Regions from separate parts of the Anas platyrhynchos genome. Here region 1 is linked to region 2. Evidence: chromatin contacts called from public Hi-C data. All regions are on one chromosome and are shown on one strand. The core of a region is the stretch at or near the end of the contact, and the rest is flanking DNA. Distances in the headings are between cores, read along the strand shown.

What was found. A called contact is a pair of places that touch in the nucleus more often than the background predicts.
Region 1: a Hi-C map of subcutaneous adipose tissue shows a contact between it and region 2, with 1.8 times the contacts expected there. The contact joins the promoter of KCNE1 here to the enhancer-like site in region 2. A contact is called at or near these places in 4 of 8 Hi-C or Micro-C datasets (F5 follicle, liver, skeletal muscle and 1 more).

What each region holds. Positions count from the first base shown.
Region 1 is chr1:111,357,746-111,363,096 of IASCAAS_PekinDuck_T2T, forward strand. KCNE1 (potassium voltage-gated channel subfamily E regulatory subunit 1) reads right to left here and starts at 2,891. Exons shown (of 2, transcript XM_038173395.2): 1 at 2,354-2,891.
Region 2 is chr1:111,285,360-111,291,268 of IASCAAS_PekinDuck_T2T, forward strand. All of the region lies in intron 2 of KCNE2 (potassium voltage-gated channel subfamily E regulatory subunit 2), which reads left to right. Among named protein-coding and RNA genes, the nearest start is that of SMIM11, 18 kb to the right of the region's middle. Within about 2 kb of position 2,317, at least 5 of the 8 cell types and tissues checked have an H3K27ac peak or open chromatin away from gene starts, as enhancers often do. A contact at or near this core is called in F5 follicle, where this site is marked.

The sequences.
Region 1 (5,351 bases), core at 1,641-4,140, 73 kb after region 2:
AAGAATTTGCACTAAATTGCTAGGTTAAGGTCGTGAGAGGAGGCTCCTCCATGTGCTAGGAAAGGCATTCTCAAAAATGCACTCGTTCAGAGAAGGAGCCAGGTCATGGGGGAAGGGAAACCTTGCATCCTGAGAAGCAAAAAAGCAAAATACCTTTCCAGTCATTTAGATAAAATAATCGAAGCTATGTCCTCACACATGCCACCCACCGCTCCCTGCACTTGCAGGTAATGTAAGGCCCAGCGTTGCCTGCATTATCAAGGAAGGCTTTCAAAGGCAGAGCTATTCCAGACTCTTTTTTTCTTCTCTTATCCTTTTAAAGAAGAAGTGTGTTTTGCAGCAGGTATAGATAAGCTTTTCCGCAGAAGCAGGCACACAGATCTCCCCGCTGTGGTCTTTTTTTCTCCCTTGAGCAAACAGCAGATGTGGGCAGTGTGAACACACTGCTGCCCTTCAGGAGCCCCAAGATGCTTTCTGTTTCTGGTTCACTGACCCATAGCTGGCCACATTTTCTCCAGCTGTGCCCTGGCAGCCTATCCGAGGTCTTCACCAGAAGCAGAAAGGTAGAAGAGCCTCGTGAAGGCGGCTGGTGGTTTGCAAGAGAAGTGTCCCCGATGCAAGCACAGACATGGGGCTCCCCCCATGCCATGAGGTGAGAGGGAAGGGGGAGCTCGATGTGGGTGTGGTGAGCAAGCAAACTGCCTGCTGCTGAGCACCTCTGCGGTTCAAGGAGGAAAGCTTTTGATATTTGCAACCTAAACCAGACAAAGCAAGCATGAACCACAACACCCAGTTTTTCTTTGATTGGAAGGATCCCACCTAGCCCTGAATATCAGGTAGCTGTTTGGGCTATGCAACAACTTGTTTGTAGCTTTATAATCCAAAGAGTAAATCATTCTTTGGTTAGCACATGAACATATGTAGGATATCTTTCTTCTGTGATCACAACCAAGTAGAAGGAAATAAAAGTCCTGGGGCTTGGGAACAGAAAGTACAGAAAAGGCAACATGAGAGTGGTGTTGCTCCACCTGGAGCACTTTCTGCCAGGTTCCTCTTCACTTTGCCACACATTTCACAGGAGAAAAGCAAAAGGGTGTGGGCTGACTCAGAAGACATGAACATCTGACAGGGCACACAGCATCTCAAATGCCTTGAAGTAAAGGCCAGCTGTGAATCATTTCTTCCAGGAAACATTGACCAGCTCCTACGAACAGCCATAACTGGTCATTTCTTTTAACCCGGTATTTTGCCTTACAGCGGTCAGGGCAGGCATTTAGGGAAAATTGGTAAGAAACTGGTGTCAAGCTATGCATCCCTTGGTACAGCCCCTCAGCTGCAGCAGGCACTCCTTGCACAGAGCCACACGCTGTTAGATGATCCCCTGCCTCTTGCTGAAATTAGAAACAATAGCGACCTGCACAAACTAAGAACACAATAAAAAAAAATAAAATAAATAAAAAAAAGAAATATGCACATTTCCCTAACTACAATGTCTGTGGGAAAACAAACACAGAGGTAGCATTGACTAGGCATACTTCTGTTGGGACATTTCAGCTTTGTGCTGAGCGTGCTGATGCAGTAAGTGCAGTGCCTCTGGACCACAATGGCATTGCAAACAAAACGATGGAGACCACAAATTTTTCTAGGACTGCAACACTACTGCAGCATGTGTTGGGCCACAGCGTCTTACACAGTGCCCGTCCCTGCCATACCCAGTGGTGTTAACACAGCTGCTGACATTTTGTTCTCTGGTCTGGAGGAAAAGCACAGCATCGCAGGATCATCTAGGCTGGAAAAGACCTGCCAGATCACCAAAATTTTCACCATCCTACCAGACCATGTCTCTAAGTGCCATGTCCACACACCTTCTAAATACCTCCAGGGATGGGGACTCCAGCATTTCTGAGGGCAGCTCGTTCCAATGCTTGACCACCCTCCTTGGGAAGAGATCCTTCCCGATCTCCAACCTAAACCTCCCCAGCACAGTATGAGACCCTTTCCTTGTGTCTCATCACTTTTCACCCGAGAAAAAAAGAGACCAACAGCCCCCTTGCTGCAGCCTCCTTTCAGGTAGCTGTAAAGAAGCTGCAGGACTGATGGACACAAAATCCTGACTTTACCAAAATCACCAACTAGTTCTCCTCCATTTCAAATAAAATCATCTCTTGGTTATTCCCTACCTGGAGTGAGCCTCCCCAGCTCCCCGTGGATGCAGGAACGCAGGTCAATGATGCGTGGGGGTTAGGAGCTGGCTGTGCTGGCGTGGGATGGAAGGAGCCTACCTGCAAGCATAACTAAACTTGCCATGGGCCCACGTTATGCAAATGCACTTTGTCAGCACTTAACTCCTTACCTCAGAGCAGGGCCTGCAATACAGGGTGAGGAGGAGAGCAGCGAAATGAAGCTCAATGCAAACTTCACCGCTCTGTTCTTCGAGGCAACTCCTTCTCTTCCTTTCCTATATCAGCACCGCGGGTTTTAATTGCAACTTCCTCATTGCAGGGACCTCATCTTTCAGTTACCTAGAAAACCTCTCATAGAGTTTGGGCACGATATACTTGGAAGCAATGATGATAATTAATCTGTCTTGAGGTTACCGTCCCTCTTCAGCGCGTTTAATGAATGACAGAGATGGAGCTCCCAAGAAGTGCCAGAGGCTGCAGCTCCACCTAATGACATTGCTGAAAGCAAACCTCGAATGCGTGCGGAAAGAGATTAATTGTGGTAGATATGCTGTCAGCGCTGCACTCCAACTTTTATTGCCGGCGATCAGGAGATGTGAGCCTGAGGCTGCTGAAAAAGGCAGAAATGAAGAACACGAAAACCAACAGTCCGCGTGGTTAGTGGTCAAAGGCAGCGATGGGGGAGCGATACTGAAACATAGCCCAAGAGTTTCGTGCCAGTCCCCTGAAATAAATGGCCTGATGAATCTCAATATCTACACCATCAGCCTTAAAAGCCAGCCCCTTAGCATGTTGGCCTGGTTTTTCGTTAGTTTTGGCTTTGTGTGTGCATGCACATGTGTGTAGTTGGGGTTTTATTTTGGTTAGTTTTTGTTTTGTGCAGACATAAAAGAAAGAGGGAGGCAGAAGCGCACCAGCAGTGCCGGTTCAGCAGAAGGACGCGGGTTCCCAAAGTGGTTTGTGCACGGGACGGGCTGACAGTCGTGATTACAAAAGGCATACCCACATAACCTGGTGGCTTCCTAATGGCCATGAAACATTTTTACTCCACACCACTGGCTCCTGGACTGGCAAGAAAGCAAAAATTCGCTTCCACTGCCGTTCCTGAGGAGGGTCCTTGTTAGACCGTAGCGGTCCTGCTTCCCCCATCCACACAACTTCCACCCCTAAGAAGTTTCAGTGCACCCAGCTCAAACACACATGCAGAGAGCAGAAATTTTGTGCCTCCAGAAGGGTGGCTGGCTTGTTGTTGGAGCTGCTGAATGAAGGGCACTGCCTGCCCCTGCTCCTCTCCTGCCCTGGGGTTTGTGTCTGCATTTATACACTCACGCTTTAATTGTGCATATGTGGGCATTTTCTCCACACACTGCATATTTGCGTTACTTCAGGCATTTCTTTCTTTCCCTCCTAAGCAAACAAGCCTGCTCGGTTTTTTTGAATTCCCTCCCACTTGTAACAATAGGCTAGACACGAGCGAAACTGTCCCTCCTTAATTCAGGCTGTCACACATTCCTCTTGCTTTAAATAAGGGACTATTGCTAAGCTCATAATTTCCATTCTTTCTCAGCCAGCGGTGGGGCTGAAGACCTCTGCTTCTGACCTGGGGCTGGCAGAAGTGACTTCAGCTGCTCACGCCTTTTGTGGCACCTGGGAAAAGCAGTGCTCAGCCACAGCCTGGGGAGAGCATCACCTCAACAAACGGTGAGGTGACTTTAACCAAAACGGTTGTAAAAGGGATGGGGTTCATTAAATCCTCCTGGTTGAGCATGTACCTTCTTGTTATTGAACAGCAAATGTCCCCAGAATAGGTACTGTCATTAAATGAAAAGAATATAGCTAAAAATAAAGCTCAGATCTAGACCAAACTGCTTTGGAAGACACAAACTTACTTCCTTTACTGAAATCCCAAAGTGCTACGCAACACAAGGGTTTTGAAAAAGCCACCATGGCAGTGGAGCCCAGGGTGGGAGCTGTTGGCTTGTTGCTTCCCGTCGAGCCATGGCAAGCAGCAGCCCACAGAGCCTTGTGAGGTACATCCCAGCCCTGCGAAGCCTGATCCTAAACCCCAGTCATGAAGATGCTCAGATGTGAGATGTCAAATGCTCCGTCCTGCTAAGGTGTGCCACGTGCCAAGCAGCAGGCCCGTTTTATTTAGAAATGTAGCTATAGCAAACATGTTCCCCAAGCCGTGGCTTTACTTGACCGTGCCATTCATAACGCAGTGACTAACAGATTTACTAATTTTAAGCCTACTTTGTTTGTTCCGCACCAGGAAATGGAAAATGTGAATTCCTGTTGTTCAGCTCCTGCACCAGATATAGTACATCATTCCCTTCGTTTGGAAAGTTTTGTTTCCAAACACTGTCCATTACTCAAACTGTATTAATGCAGCAAACGTACCATCCAAATAGTTTCCAGTAGATCTCACCGAGAGGATATTGTTTTTTCTGGTGTTATGACCAGCGACACTCATGTCAAAAAGCTCCAGCTAGTGCCACCTTTTTACCCTAAATGTTTAAAAAATAAATAAATAAAGTGAGGTTCTTGTTTGTGCAGAACTATAACCACAAATGATTCACTACCTGCAAGTGTCGTATGCACATCCTGGTCAGTGAGGACCTCCAGAAACTATTCAAAAGCTTTAGCGTCTTACTCTTGGGTACTTTTCCTGAACCACAAGTCTTTGTTCTGAGTATTGTAGTGCATCACAGGCTGAGTCCCCAGCTGCCTGAGCTTCTGCCCCTTGCCACAACACCCCTGCCACTGCTCCTCACATCCTTTGGGAGCCCGTATCCCTCCTGGCTGGCACCAGAAGCAGCAGGGCTCACCAAGTGGTGCTGGGAGGAGAAAAATGTTTGCTGGGCATTGCCCCTTGCCTGGCTGTTTTTAGCTGCTTACTCATGTTGCAGCAGCGGGAATAATGAGGGGCTTGCCATGACCACAGCCGGGAGGTGGATGAATACTTGAATCCTTGTCATAGTTGATGCAGATGCTGTCTGGTTGCAACTCTCCTCTACTTAGCTCTGCTCTAGCAAAGTGTGTCTTTAACATCTTTAGTGTTTCGTAGCATAAAACCAATAATTTTGTTTACTCTATCACACCTGATTTCATCTTAATGCTACATCGCCGGCTCAAGACTCGCTCAGGTTTCTGTAGAAGAGGGACATT
Region 2 (5,909 bases), core at 1,067-3,566:
CAGCGCTGGAGGGGGGTGTATTTATGGGCATGCAGATGAGCTACCACTTGGAAGCCTTTCTGCGGGTGGATGGAGGGATGGAAGTGCAGCTCTGTGGGGACACGGTGTGGTCACTCCCGAAAACGGCACCTGACGTGCACGAGCTCAGCCTCTGGCTTTCTCCTTTGCTGTCTGGATATAGTCAGAGTGCAAGAGTGAAGGTGAATCTGTGGCTTAGCAAAGGCGAGTAAATAGAAGTGCCAGCTCGTAGGGTTACCCAGCCGTCGGCTCCAGCCTTTTGGGCGGCCAAACTTTGACGCTGACTAGGTTGTAAACAGGAAGAATATCCATGCAGTTTTCTGCACTTTGATTCTTGATAACTTTGCCCTCGTCTTCTCAGCCAGACTGAGAGGAAAGGCTAAGTGCATTTCAGCCAGCATAAGGCATGCCTTCTTCTTCCTGGCTCCATTGGTAAATGGTACCAGATTCATCTAGGGGTTTGCCTGCACAGTAACCACGTGTGCAAGTGTCTCTCTGTGAGTGCTAACCTAAGTGGCAGAGTTATTCCCATAAAAGTTGGCCTCATCCATACACTTCAGTGTCCTCAGTGTGCTTACAGCTGCAGCAACCCTTCCATGGGAACTTCTGCAGCCTCTCCAAGATTCAGGCCCCATCTTCAGTAGATCATAATACACACTACATACCTCAAACCTGAACCTGGGCAACTGATTCCAGACTCCCTGTGGTTTACCATCTAGCCAGAAGGATGCTCACATGGTTACTGTGTCAGCAAATAATTCTTCATCAGCTCCAGTGGGCCAAGCCCAGACCTATCCTTATCTACTGTTGCCACTGTCTGGGTTTCTGAATCAGAGCAAGTCCTGAGGAGGCACTTGGCTTTGATGACCATGGGCTAACCTCTCTTTTAACTTGTTCATATGTGCACCCAGGAGCTCCTGTCAAACCCTTGCAGCAGCTGGCAGTAGCAGCAGAGGGAGACTGCCACGCTGGAGCATGCAGTGCTCTCCAGAATACAGCAGCAGTATTGTGTTAGTACCCCCTCCGGACTGGATCCATCACCATGGCAGCTGGCTGAAGAAACAGCAACAAAACAAGGAAATCACCAACTTGTTGAAACTTAATGGCTTTAGGTTTGGATGAGATTTTGACAGACCCATCTCACAGCTCCTCAGTGGCCCAGGCATCATGCAGACTGCACCTGTGCTTCCTCCTCCCCCTTCCCACACACCAACCTGAGACTCCATCCCCTTTCCGAGAGGAAGATGAACTGTTAGAGTTCTGTCTGAGGTGGAAGACAACTGTATTCAATAATAATAATAATCATCTGTAAAAGGGGATTTCTGTGTTCTGCCTACTTGCCATTTTGATGCTGTACAGGCTGTGATTCTAGACCCTATTTTGCATATGCATTTGAGATCATTTCCTTGATTACAGTTGATGATACCATAAAAATTACCAGGGACATTGTTCTGGGATTATGGCTAACCTAGGAAGAGCTCAGGTACACAGTGATATGAATTAGGATCAGATTCTATCACAAAGATGGCTCTAAGCTCCTGAATTCCTCCTGTTAAATGGGAGAGTTGGTTTCAATCGATTATTAATGATTCCTGACACAGTATCTGATCTCCAGTTCCGCAAAGTTCAGGATGGTTCAGATGAGCCTTTGGTCATCACTCATCTCATGAACTTCAGCTACCTGTGATGTGTCATTAATGATCAATTAAAAATACTGCTTACCTGTGAATATAGGGACCGTTGTTTAAAAGAGCAAGGGCAACTCTAGGACACTGCCAGATTTCTCAGGCAGATTTTCATCATCCAGGTAGCATGGATGTTAGGTATAAGGTAGGGCATTATGTAGGAATGAGAACTCTGATGCAGATTATGTGGAGGACAGGGTTCATAAATCTCTCTACGGCAAAGTTATCAGGGGTCAGTGGGTGAGCAGAGACAGCCACAGCTGAGAAGACCTAGGCTCAGCCTTCTGTCCCATCAGAGTCACTCAGTGACCATAAAAAACACCCACTCTGTTTCTCAAAGCAATTGCATTTCCTAGCTCCCATTAATTTTAATTGTATTACACACCTCATTTTCCTTGAAAGTCTTTGTTTTCAGTTCCTTTCCTGAAATGCGGTTAGCAAATTAATGTTTTCATTTGAGCTGCTCAGGTACATGGTGGTCCTATTACCCAAAAAAGTCCCACAGACAGCAAGAGAGCACAGAGTGCAGTCCTGCAGATGTGGACCTCCTTGAGGCTGCTCTGTGTGGGTAGCCAGGCTCTGTCTCTGGGTGGTATGTGTCTGTGTCCTTCGGAAGTAATGTTCTCACCCTTCCTCAGACTCGTATCAGCTGTGAGATGCTACAGGGTACAGCTCATGCTGTTCCTGCCTGGTGAGATAAAGCTCCCTTCAAAGTTCCAACTTGTTAAAGAAAATCTCACACCACATGCAGTGCGTCTGGAAGCTTCCAGATTGTTTAGCGTTACATGAGCAAAACTGTATCTGTATTTTCAGCAAATATCTTCTAAAAAGATAGAGCTTAAAAATACATTGAGTTTGTCAAAAGATTCCAGTGAAAAGAGCTTTCACTCTAAGACTGAGCCGGTCTTGTGCTTAAAGCAACATTGAGACTTCCAGACAGAAGAGTACCTATCAGTGCAAGGATATTAAACAAAATGCCTGTAGCCTAATACTGGTAGAACATCACTTTTTCTTCTGTGGCCATTTCTTCACGGCCGTTTCTTCATGGTCTGCTTCTTTGTCTCATAGTCCTCAGCTGCAGACAGAAAGAAATAGGAGGAACCCATTTTGGGTCACCTTAGAGTGCTTTTGCTACTGGCCTGATATCTGAAGGGAAAGATAAAGTGTTTGCTACCTTAATAAGACTGCAGTTGGCCCTTCAAATAGGAAATGGTATTTAGAGCAACAATGCCAGCTGCGGTTGAAGGGATCTGCATCATCTCTGGTATTCCGTGTTCTCTGAGAGAAAAAGCAAGGGACATCTCATTGTTCTGCTCTGTGGAAAACCATGTATCTGGAAGAGATTAAATCCACTTTTGCTTCACTGGCAGGCATTCCAAAGACACAGATATTTTTATATCTAATCAGCTTCCTTGTCTTCTATGATGACATTTAGCCAGAGATCCAGGTTAGGCACAGGGCTTTGAGATGTGTGCCAAATACGGTCTGATATGGAGCCTTTGAAGTAAAAAATGTGAGTGATCTCCCCACGGGTTTGGTCCTCCTGATAAATGGGCACACAGATGACACACCACTCTCTTCAACCCATTACAGAGCACTTATCTGGTGTGTTAGCTTTAGGGTAGTTCTTAGCTGTAATGCAAAGGTTTACATATCAAAACTAAAATCTGACCAGAGAAAGCAGAAAAACAGACAAACAAACAAACAAAAACCAAAAACAACACAAGTTTTGCAGATCAGTTTTAAGAAAAAGTCTCCTTGCTGAAATTTTGGAGACTTCCCCTCCAAGAAGATGAAATTAATCTAGATGAGCCTCAAGCTACGGAAACCATGTTTTTACTTTAATTGTGAGTGTGGGTTGGCAAAATCAAAAATCACAGAGATGATTCAAGACTTTCTTCAGCCAGTCCCTGTACATTATTACATTTGGATCTGGAATGTTTGGGGTCCTTCTGGAGAAGAAGCAGTTTGCTGTAAGGAACCCTTTGTTTTTTCACTGAAGGCCAGGAGCAGGGGTGATTTCGTGATGCTGCATTGAGATCTCAGGTCTCAATTTACTCACTGGAGTAAATTTTTAATGAAGGAACATATGAAATTAACTCAAAATAAAGCCTCTGTAAGCACACTAACCATTTCCTGTATAACATACAGCACAGTGTTTTTCACATTTCCTTTGGACTGAAATGTAAGGAAATTTTTAATCATTCAGTATATCCACTGGGCAAAACATAGCCCAGTGTCTTGACCTTTTCTTGAAAGCTTGTAAGGTATTTGCCCTTACTCCATGTTTCTGGGCAGAAAGCAATTTCCACTTATAGAAAAAACCTCTATGGACAAATGGGGAGACATACAGTCTTTGTAGCCCAAGGCTAAAGTATCTCCTGCTGTCACTGAAGAAACACTTGTGGTGCTTGGGAGGCAGTGAAAGTTGTTGTATTGACTTAAGTGAGAAGAGACTGAAAGCCTGATCCTTTTCCAAATGTAAGAAACCTTTTGCTTCTGTCAAAGCAAAGACCTGCTTGTAGAGCTTCTCAGCTAGGAACTGGAGTAACACAACGCCATGAGGGATTTGACGTGAAAAGTGAGTAAATATCACATTTAAGACTTGGATTAAGGTCTCAAAGACAGCTCCTAGGCACCTCTAACAATCTCTTAGGTAGTTGCTTAGAATGGTTTTACTGTAAACTTCCCAAGTGAAGTAATAAAACTGGTGTCCACCAGCAGATGGTGCTTCTGCCTGAGAATTGTTTTCCTTCATGACCATTGAAAGACAGTTTGCCTCACATCATTATTGTGAATGAGGCATTACATGGCAAAACATTTGCTATTATATCATATGGATTCTGTAATTGCGGTAGTTCCTGTGTATGCTTTTCCATCTGCTCTTTCCTTACCTCCAGTGCTGCTTTTCTTTTAAGGGCCTTTGATTATCAGCCAGTAACAACTTTTAAAATTATCCCATAAAAACTCCTTGTTTAGCAGCTGTAACACCAGGCTGAAGAACGTCAGTGGTAGGAAAGACAGAGATGGGTCATTTTTATTTATTTTTTTTGACCTGGGATGCCTTTCATGCTAATTTGAGTGGAAATACATATGCTCAAAACCAGGCAGGCAGTCTGTCCCTTGCACCCTACTGATTCGCAGCTCTCCAGGACAATAAACTGAAGATCGTCAGCTCTGAAAGAATCTGGAGCAGATGAGGAGGTGGCTAGCAGACAAATAAACACCCACTTGACTCCAGACTATTCACTGTAGTGTTTGTGGGAAGAAACTACTGACTTTTATCTGAAATTTGCATTAGAAACATTTTCCTGCTATTGCAATAGCACTAAGCACTTTAAAATGAAGATCTAGGATGCCACTTAGACAATACATTGTCATCTTAAGACTCCTGTCCTCCAGCGTATAGATACCTCGGTGGCTGATACATTTAGTCCCATAGTTCACATGCCATTGTGTGCGCTTAGTGAATTGTTGCACATGTCAGGGTATAAACTCAAGTTAAGCCAGTATGGTGCTGCTTTGGGGCTGGAGGGTTGCAGTTAACACTGAGCTCATAGATAGCTCTGGTGGTGGAAGAGGGGTAATGGTAAAGGTAAATCTCTGCATGTACTGTAGGTGCCTGAGGTATGGCCCTCCCTGCAGAATAGCATAAATCAGGAATTTGATTTAACAGTTTGCCCTGGACTGTGGAGCTATTCCTTATCCTTGAGATCTCATGGGATTGAGACCCAAGCCTGCCCTCGGCAGTCTGCATACTGCCTCCTGTGCCCTGGTGCTTTCCAGGCTGCTGTAGGCAGGTTCATCCCCATCCAGAAGATAACAGCATGAAGCCTGTGGTCATCCCAATGAGAAAATGAGACCTCTGAATGATCTGGGTAAAGGTAAAACCAAGGTATGGTATCAACATGTAATGGAAATTTTGTGAACACATTCTTAAATTAAACGTAACAATCACACACTTACACACAGAACAAGGTACGCATACTTTGGTAATGCAGGTCTGCAGATGTTCTTGGGAACTGTGAAAAATCTAATTTATTTCAAAAGTGAAGGAGTTTTTATGAAAATGGTTATTTCTTCTTTCTCCCATCTCAGAAAGGGTGAGTGAAACCCAGCAGTGGAAATGCTAAACTCAGCCTTCTTGAAGAAAGCACTTTGAGGAAATGCATGCTATATAGGGCCAAAAAAAAAAAAAAAAAAAAA